Regions from separate parts of the Gossypium hirsutum genome. Here region 2 is linked to region 1. The links are chromatin contacts, called in public Hi-C maps. All regions are on one chromosome and are shown on one strand. The core of a region is the stretch at or near the end of the contact, and the rest is flanking DNA. Distances in the headings are between cores, read along the strand shown.

Region 1 (4,912 bases), core at 1,645-4,144:
TGATACCTAAAAATATGCCTTCATGATATTTTTTTTAATCCAGTTTTTGATAGATGTTAAAAGAAATTCTTATAGCCAATTAAAAAATACCACGAGGTACCTTTATATACAAAAATAACTATTTTTTATTAATTGTATACACATTAAAAAATGTAAAAATGGAAATAAATATATAAAAGTTTAGAATATATGTAGAGGCCCAAATTTACCCAGCCCATTAGAAAAAAAAACAAATAAACAAAAAAAACAAATAAAATAAAATTAATAAAACCAGCCATGTACAACGGGCCAAAAACAGCCCAACTCCAAAACCCTAACAGCCTAATAGGGCCTAAAAACTAAACAGCATCAGGGAACCCTAGGGTTCCCTCCTTTGCACCAAAACGGCAAGTTTCATCTCTGTTGACTTCGCCCAGACCTGCAAACGAAACAAGAAAAGACAAAAAAGATAGAGACAGACGAAAACAATAACCAAGAGACAAAAATAATAGAGGTAGCGTAATAGAAGTATTTAAAATAGTGACAAAAAAACAGATATTGTATTTTGTCTTCGGCTATATAGGCCCAGAAACCAAACGATGTAAAGAGGGAAGGTAAGGACTCACCTGAGGCTACCGTGTCTTGTCGCCGGAGGTCTCTTCTCCGTCGCCGGAACCAAGCCTAGGGGAGAGGAGGGACCTTCTTCTTCCATTTCTTTCAGGAACTTTCGGGCTCTACGCAAAAAGGGGAGTAAAAAAAAGGGCTTTTGGGCGGCGTGACGACGATTGACCGGACCCTTGGTCGGAAGAGGAGAGGGGGGAGAGAGTTTGAAAGGCTTTTGAAATTTTTTTTAAATGATGGGTAAATGGAATTTTTGGTAAAATTTGGGGTTTATATAGCTTACCAAAATGACAACCGTTTTAGATTAAACCCCCCAGACGCTAAACGGCGTCGTTTTGACGCCAGCCCACGCGCAACCCGACCCGCTCCTGGGGGATCCACGTGTTCTCAACGTTTGGGCTATTTTGCGGTGGGTCCTTCCATTTTTTGCCCGTTTCCAATTTGGTCCCCTATGAAGTGGCTCGTTTTTAAGAGTGGGAATGATTTCCCTTTCGGTCCTCTCTCCTTCCGTGCATTTTCAGTTTAATCCTCTGTTCACTTTTTCTTTCTTTTTTTAATAATTTTATCCGTTTAATTTCGTCCTAGTTTTAATTTAGTGCCTAATCCACTTTATTTTAATCCTTTAATTTGTTATTTATTATTTCATTTAATTTTTTATATTCATTATTATTATATTTTAACAGATTACATTTTATTTATATTGTTCATATTAAACTGTTTGATATTATCTATTTTAAATTGTTTCATATATTATTTATTTCGAATTGCTTTCTATTATTTTATCTTAAACTGTTTTATGTATATTATTTATTTTAGATTTTTAGGTGTCATTTCTTTTAAACTATTTCATGTAATGTTTATTTTAAATTGTTTAAAATTGTTTATTTCAAACTATTTTATGTTTTATTTATGTTAAATTTTACATTGTTAATTTTGGGCATTTCGTATTATTCATCTTAAATCTTTATTATTTACTTTAAATTGTTGTTATATTATTTCATTCGTTTTTTATTATTGGCTGGTATTAAAGTAATGTACATCGTGCGATTATTGCTATCATGCGAGTTATGAATTGTTTACTCGTATTTTCATATTGTCGTCATTCATCAATGTAACTCTTTATTCACACATTGTTTTAAACATTATATTAATTTTTACTCAAATATGCAAAAAAAAAAAGAAAATTTTCAAAATAAGGCAATATTTTGTGTTTTAAAATTCGAGAAAACGTGCCCTAACGCATTAGGTTTCGATTTCTCGTTCGACCAAATAGCCAAATATCCTCTTAAAATTTCAAAGTACAGGTTTTGGGAACCATAAAATAATATTGGTTTCGAGGGTTTAAAATATTGTATCCTAACGTGTTGGATGTGATATTCCTTCAAAACAAGAGAATCTTAAAATCCGACTCCTGTTATTCGAGTTTTTTTAAGGATCATATTTTTAAAAAACTCTTCAAAGTTTTCAATCTTCGACATTAAGACACTAATTAATCAACTAGGTACCAATTTTTGGGCATTACGAGGGTACTAATCCTTCCTCGTACGTAACCGACTCCCGAACCCTTTTTCTGAATTTTGTAGACCAAAAGCATTGTTTTAATAAATCCAAACTGTTTGTTAAAAACAACCGTTTTACGAAGTGACCCGATCACACCTCATCAAAAAAGGATTGGTGGCGACTCCTATGTTCTTTTTCATTTTTTAAAAACCAAAGTTGATCCCTTTTTCACAAAAAAAAATGGTTTCGACAATATATATATAATCTAGAAAAAAACATATGAATTATAAAATTTATAAAAAAATTAAAAAGAAATGAGTGGAAATTAATAATATTATTAAAAAAATTTTAAAAAAAAATTCTTTTTGTGACAAATGATGTCTTTTCTGCCACACATCAATATTGTTGTGAAGTATACTTTTTTTTCTTATAATTATACCGCTTTTTATGAGTGCTTTTAACTTTAAAAACAATTACTAATTAATTCGATTATATGAATATGAATGTATTTTTATTTATGGATTAGAAAAGGATTATACTTAATTTTAGATATGGTGTAAAAAATAGGTTAAAAAGAAATATTCATCAATAATTTTATAAACGTCTTACTTAATAATTTCAATAATTATGATTATGTAATTATTTTGAGGTTAAAATATGTAAGTATTTTTTACCTGTTGATGAATATAATTTACCCCCAACAACAAATTAAAATATAATCAAAGAACACAATAGTTTTTACAGCCTCTACTTACGATAAATCTGCAAATTTAAAATTTTGGAATTTTAATTTTCATTTCCACCTTCCAGAAGTCTGTGTTTTTAGGTGCTCTTTGTGTGTTGTTCATCTTGTTCCTCGAAAGCGCGTGGGATATCCTTAACCTGGTGTCTTGTGGGGTTTAACCCGTTTCACTCCTAATCCACTCACTGGAGAGAGGGGCGCGTGATTATCAATTTTCTAGAAGTCTCTTATCAAATAAATAAAACCCATTTTAACACACTAGGGTTTTATCTTCTTTTTAAGACTTCTCCAGTCTCAAGCAACCAAACCAAACAACCCCTTATCCTTTTCCATCTCTCTCAAAGGTATTTTCTTTTTACATATATAGGTTTTTATTCCTAAGAATCATTTATTTGCAGGAATGATTTTTGTGAAATTTGAATACAGAAATGGCTACATCTCAGCTAACAGCGTCGTCAGTGACAGCATCAGCTAGGAACTTGGCTTCATTACAAGGGCTTAGGCTGTCCACTGTCAAATTCTCTTCCTTTGGAACATTAAAGCCTGGGGCTTTGACCAGCAGGTCCTTCAAACGTTTGGTTGTTAAAGCGGCTACCGTTGTTGCCCCTAAGGTATTTCTTCTTATTTCTTTAATTTTTTTATATAATTATTGGTGCTTTCGCTGCTTTGTTGTTGAGTAAACTAGCTTTTTTTCGGTATTGTTTTTCATTCATGTTTACCTGTTTGCTGAATATTTTCACTCGTCGAAGCTTGACCTTTTGGGGCGACTCTGAATGCTTTTTTCTGTTTTAAACATGTTTTAAATGTACGAAACCTGACATGAATTGGTTGCTATTGGCTTATTGGAACTCCAAAAATAATATCAATTTGCTACAATTAGTGTAGCAAAGCCAATCGTTTCCATGGATTCATCTCCTTGTATGTACACTGCTTCTGCTTACATAAAACGATCTTATTGCCCTATGCAGTACACTTCAGTTAAGCCCTTGGGTGACAGGGTGTTGGTGAAGATTAAAGAAACAGAGGAGAAGACTGAGGGTGGCATTTTGCTTCCAACAACTGCTCAATCAAAGCCTCAAGGAGGTGAGGTGGTTGCTGTTGGTGAAGGGAAGACAATTGGGAATACCAAATTGGAAAGTTCTGTGAAGGTGAATTTTCATGGACTAGGTATTCTTCTCAGTTCTTTTCCATTTGTTGCTCCACTATTATACTTCAACAATGCCATGGTTGTGTAGACTGGTGCTCAGGTCATATATTCCAAGTATGCTGGGACGGAGGTCGAGTTCAATGGTGCAAATCATCTTCTCCTAAAAGAGGATGACATTGTTGGACTTCTTGAAACCGATGACATAAAAGATCTCAAACCTCTGAACGACAGAGTTTTCATTAAGGTTCGCCTCCTTCCGAAATCTGTATATTCTTTTTGCCATTGCAATGTTCTGTTGAAGTTTTGATCACCATTCACAAGACAGTGAGTCTCACACGTGTGAATGGTGATGATTTAGTGTATTGAGAAGTAATGGATGAAAAAAGTAAAAAGGGATTGGATATTAATATGGACTTATGAAGGCACCCGGTGGTGTGTTTCAATACCGTTGCAGGTTTCGGAAGCTGAGGAGAAAACTGCAGGAGGTTTGTTGCTGACCGAGGCAAGCAAAGAAAAACCTTCCATTGGAACGGTGAGTAACAGTTAATCAAGTATTTTGGAGGGCATAGAACTTTGTGCTGTGGTGTTGCAAAATGTATTTACTTAATTACATGAATTAAATGAAACAGGTGATAGCTGTTGGACCCGGTACTTTAGATGAGGAAGGTAACCTAAAGCCACTATCGGTCTCGCCTGGAAACACCGTCCTGTATTCAAAGTATGCTGGGAATGACTTCAAGGGCAATGATGGTAGTAACTATATTGCTCTGAGAGCATCTGATGTAATGGCTGCGCTCTATTAGTTGTGTAATAAGGTTTGGTTTTAGGTTTTGAGGTTAAAACTGGATTGAATGGATGAGTTGCTGGTAAGCACAAGGATTTTGTAATTTTTTTTCCTTAAATATAAATGGATGCAGCATTTG
Region 2 (5,350 bases), core at 1,515-4,014, 180 kb before region 1:
TCCTTTCGGATCGGATCGGGTCACAGATGGATACAGGTTTATACGACACCGTTTTGGAACCACTGGTCAGACTCCAAACGGTGCCGTTTTGTATGTTACATAAAGGCCACCAAAAACCCTAAATTAACAGCCTCTTTATCATTTACAAGCAGGCGCCGTTCTGTAACATCAATCGACAGTGGCCTTCCGAACCCTATGCACGACTCCGATTGCGACGGAGAGAGCACAAGGCCGGTCACCAGGTATGTTTTTCACCTTTCTATCTTTTTATATATTTTCCTTCTTCGTATAAAAAATAAAAATAAAAAACAGTAAAGAAATGCAGAAAAAAAATGGCGAATCACCTTTTCGAATCTGCTTTTGTTTTCTTTGAATATTTTTTTCTTCAATATGTGTAGAAAAACAAGATCTCGAAACAATACAAAAATGGGGTTTTATAGCCCCGAAAATACATCCATTTTTCCTTCTATTTTTCCCCTATTTTTCTTTTCTGTTGTTATTTTGTTATTTTTCCTTTTCTCTTTCTGTTTGTTGCTTGTTTGTTGTGTGCAGGTACGGTCGTACGCGTAACGCGTGGCGCTGTGTGAAGGCTGTACGGAGGCGTGCGTGGCTGGGGAGAACGGTGCTGGAAGCTGCTAGGGTTCAGCTTCTGATTTTGCGTTGGGCCGCTTCGTGATTGGGCTAGGGTCTAGGCAAATTGGGTTTAAATTTTAATGGGCCTTAGTAGGTTAGCATTTAAGCATTTGGGCCACCGTATTGGGTTGATTTTGGGTAGTTTAGGTTAAATGATTTGGGTTTTGTAATCGGGTTTGGGCTTAATTTATTTTGGTTTGTAATCTGGACTGATGTTATTGGACTTTTATTATGTATATATATATATTTTTTATATATGGGTTTTAATATTTGTATCGGGCCGGGCAAAATTTGGGTATTACAATTAATATGTTTGCTTATATGAAATAATTATAATTTTACTTAAAATGTTAGAGAATATGTTATTATAGAGAACTAATTTAATAAACAGTGTACTCATAATTATAGTTGTTACTATTATAAGTGAAAAACTTTTATAGAGGGTTAAAATAAAACATAGAAAATCAGTTCTACTAGAAAGTTAGTTGTTACAGTGAAATGTTGTTATAATATGTGACAGTTATAGAGAGAATTGATTGTATTATGTCAATTTTAAAAACATCAATGTCATCTTTCTGTTAACCATTTAACTATTAATAACTAAAAAAATTGAATAATTAAATAACTATTTTATAACTTTTCATAAATAATAATAAAAAATTACTTGAGTAACAATATAGTTTAGCCTAAAATGTATTAGAGAATTTGAGTTGTGTGATCCTTAACCAAAAGAGGCAAGGTGGAGCATGAAACGCGTTGACGAAGTGAGGCCAAGGAAAATAAAAGCAGCGATGGCTAGGGGTGTTCAATCTGTTAACCGACCCAAACTACCATTAATCAAATTAATCGACCTTTTTAAACCCTTAACTGTTAACCGAACCGAAATTTTTTTAAAAAATATTAATCGAACCGAACTTTTTCGGTTAATTCGGTTGGTTAACTTAATTAACCGAAATTTATATGTTTTCTTATTTTTGGTTAAAACAAGTATAAAACATATAAAAGAATTAACCAACTTAACTGACCGATTAATTTATATTTTCAAAAAATTTAACCGAAACGACCGAATACTTTTATATTATAATATTATTTATTAAATTCGATTAACCAATCGATTTCGAACTGAATTAACTGTTAATTGAATTTCTAAAAAATTATTACCCGAAATTTGTACACCCCTAATGATGACGGATGAGGCGTAGAAGCCCCCACGTCAAGTGGGCGCACAATCCATTGGGTCCACTTTTATTTTATCTGTATTTGATTGTAGGAGTAGGCCGATCCATCTCCCGTGATGTGAAGTGCCCCCAGTCGGTGCTCCTCGCATACCCTCATTTCAATGCCCACTTTTAAGTTACAATTAATTAATTAATTAAAATAAGACATAATTCTTGAAATTTGGTTGAAAAATTAGGTTGGGGGAAGTAATTTTGAGGACCTTCCCTGGAAGCGTTTTGTTTGACTTGAGCATCAAAGGCGGTCCCCAAAATTAAACTCCAAACAAAACATAGTTTTCCAAATAAATATTAAGGAGTACAATATACGGATAAAACACATGGCCCCTTCCCTTTCACTCATTATTAACAATCATTTACGTACAATGTCAACCATTTTTGTTTTATAACAATCTAAGATGGAAACAATACACTTGGATTATTACATTTTAAGTATTTTTTTTATTCGACAATCAATAATTATATCAATTTTCAGTTGAAATACTTTTAACTTTTGACAGTAATTGGGAGCATGTCTACATTCAAATTGCCTTCTCTTTAGGGAATTAATATAAGAAAGAAAGGTTTTCTTATATATATAAAAATTGTAAAACGTAATTATTTAATTAATGGCATGTTGCGGTCATGTCAGATTCCGAAGCCGACAAGTCCATTATTTGATAAATGAATGAGGCATATTTATTTATAAACACTATATTATAGGAGTTCATTAGTACAAAAAAGAATAATATTATAGGAGGTCATTGTGAATCGTGGCTCCCCCACGTGAACCGGAATAATATATAATATCCAAAACATACGTACACAATTAGATTCCAGCAGTGCAACGCAGATGCAGCCTACAAAATTAAAAGATACATAGATGAGAGAGCTGCACCTGTCCTAACCCTACTATTTACTATTACTATTCTTTGTCGGTGTGACGTGACAATGAAACTTAGAATTCAGTTCCTGTGAGGTCCCACCCTAACTTTGCCCTCAACTCCGAATGGACAAAACGCCACCTCAAGTTGTAAAAATCAACTATGGTTCTTCTCTAAATTGGAAAATTGGAGAAGCTGGGGTGGCTGCAATTGCCAGGAACGGCAATGGAGATATTGCAGATAGAACCAACTCGTTGATGCATGTGTCTACGGCATTAGCGGCTGAAGCCCAAGCTATAAGGCTGGGTTCCATACTTGCGGCTGATAACAACTGGCAGTCTGTGGAATTTGAACCTGACAATCTTCAACTCATTCAATGCTTATAAAAAAAGAACCAGTGCCCTTGGGAGATTTTTGGAATTGCTGTAGATATTCTATCGATAGTTTCTAGAGTTAATGATGTATCGTTTAAGTTTATCAAAAGGAACTGTAATCGAGCTGTTGACTGGATCGCAGGAAAAACTAGGATTCATTCTTGTCCATCAAACTGGGCTCAAGTTCCACCTGTGGAACTAGTAACACTATATTAATCTGGTTCCTATTGAATGAAAGATTTGTTGAACAAAAAAAAAACTTAGAATTCGGTCTTTGATTGTTTATTTTAGTTAATATTTTGATTACTCATCCATTAAATCATTATTAGAATGTTGGTATGACTTTTTTTTATCATTTTAATAATAAAATTAACCTTTCAATGTTTACAGATTCTATCAATTCAGTCTTAATTTTAAAAAATTCGACAAATTTAACCATCAATTTTATACACATGATTTAAATGTTTATTTAAAATTAAAATTAAAATTAAAATTAAAAAATTTGACAAATTTAACCATCAATTTTATACACATGTTTACAGATTCTATCAATTCAATCTTAATTTTGTCAATTTAATATTGATTCTTAAAAATTCAAAATTAAAATTAAGAAACTTTAAAAATAAAAATGAACATGATTATAAAAATACATATAAAATTATAATAAATGAATAACCATTTTCTCTTTTTCTAACATGAAATTTATTTGTTAAACCAATAATTATATAAATAAAAAAATTTTCTTAAAAATCTCACAAACAGTACTTAAACTAAATTCAAACGTTTCCTTTTTTTTATTCTATAAATAATAATTTGTTTATCATACACCTAGCCTTATTCCTTAATCTTCGTCAAATTTGTCGAATGTTGGGAACTGTGTTTGCCTACAACCACTGGCATCAATAATTCTTACTTTGAACTCCTTGACTTTCACATTCTCTATTGTTGTGTCATCATACCAGGAAACAGTTGTGGAGCTCTCTACATGGCCTTCCACCTACTGGGTATTCAAGACCTCATCCTCGCATATATATTCTCAATCATCCCCGCCCTCAAGCACAGCATCAAACACAAAAAACACGTTCTGGCAACAACTTAAAAATATTAATTCTTACCTTTTTCAACCTCACGTTATAGTTTTTGACCCAACGAAAACATTGTTGTCGTTAATGTTAAAAAAAGAATATGTTTAAGTCTTATTCCCCTAAATTGCTTTATTTAATAAATAAATGTAAAGTTAGAAAATGAAAAAAAAATAGATATTCATTTATTTATAAATATTTTTATAATTTATATGTATTATTATAAATTCTTATATATTTTTATTGAAAGATGAACTTTTTAACTATATTTTTTTATTTTTAAAATTTTTAAACTCATACTTAATGTAAACTCACTTACCACTCAACTGAAGGTCGTGGAAAACACTCTCAATGAATGACAAATAACACTCAAATTGCAATGTCTAAAATGCTGTAAAATGAACTATTTAGTGCACTCTAAATTCCATTATGATAATGAAGGAAGAAGGTTCCTTATATAGGTTGATCTAAAGCTAAATATGGGGATAGGATCATCCTCCTTGAAACAGAGATAGAATAATAGATAAATATTCTTGAAATGTTTGATACTGATCCCCTAATCTCCTTGCTCAAAACCCAACCCATAATTTCTGGACTCTCACATATGTCCATCACTCAACACTCAGAATTTTGTAACATACTATCAACAATCAACGCATCAACAGTTTCCACTAACCATATTATTTTCAGAAAAAGAAAGAGTAAAAATTCAATTTTAGGAAGTTGACTTTTGAGCGGTATTTATTAAGTATATGATTAAGTTGATGTTACGAGTAAACTGGACATCAATTTAGTTGAGTAATAACGAAAGTGTTCTTACTTTTTAAGATAAATTGTATTATATTAAAGGTGTTATTTTTTATATTTTATATCTTTTATAAAGCAAAATTAGGAAAATATACAAATGATAAAATTTGAATCTAAACTTCTATAGACTATATTTGTTACATAAATTTGTTTTCACCTATATAATGGGTGTGCAATAAATTTATTTAAAAAATAATAATTTTCAATAACCTAATTTTGATTAAATCTAAACAAATTAACAATTCAAAATACTTTTTCTTTCTCTGCGTCAATTTGATGCCTCAAGTCCTTTCCATTTCCATATCTTAGGCTCCTTTAAATGTTTGGTACACACCACTGACATGAATTTCATCCAT

What was found. Hi-C and Micro-C count contacts between places; a contact is called where the count stands out from the background.
Region 2: a Hi-C map of leaf shows a contact between it and region 1, with 3 times the contacts expected there. The contact joins the enhancer-like site here to the promoter of LOC107901038 in region 1. A contact is called at or near these places in 11 of 34 Hi-C or Micro-C datasets (fibers, hypocotyl, leaf and 1 more).

The regions. Positions count from the first base shown.
Region 1 is chrD06:15,157,595-15,162,506 of Gossypium_hirsutum_v2.1, reverse strand. LOC107901038 (20 kDa chaperonin, chloroplastic) reads left to right here and starts at 2,894. Exons shown (of 6, transcript XM_016826870.2): 1 at 2,894-3,186; 2 at 3,269-3,453; 3 at 3,811-3,990; 4 at 4,078-4,233; 5 at 4,444-4,521; 6 at 4,619-4,912. The coding sequence starts at 3,271. The coding sequence ends at 4,792.
Region 2 is chrD06:15,337,990-15,343,339 of Gossypium_hirsutum_v2.1, reverse strand. No RefSeq gene overlaps it. Among protein-coding and RNA genes, the nearest start is that of LOC121218775, 11 kb to the left of the region's middle. Within about 2 kb of position 2,764, at least 4 of the 9 cell types and tissues checked have an H3K27ac peak or open chromatin away from gene starts, as enhancers often do. A contact at or near this core is called in hypocotyl and leaf, where this site is marked.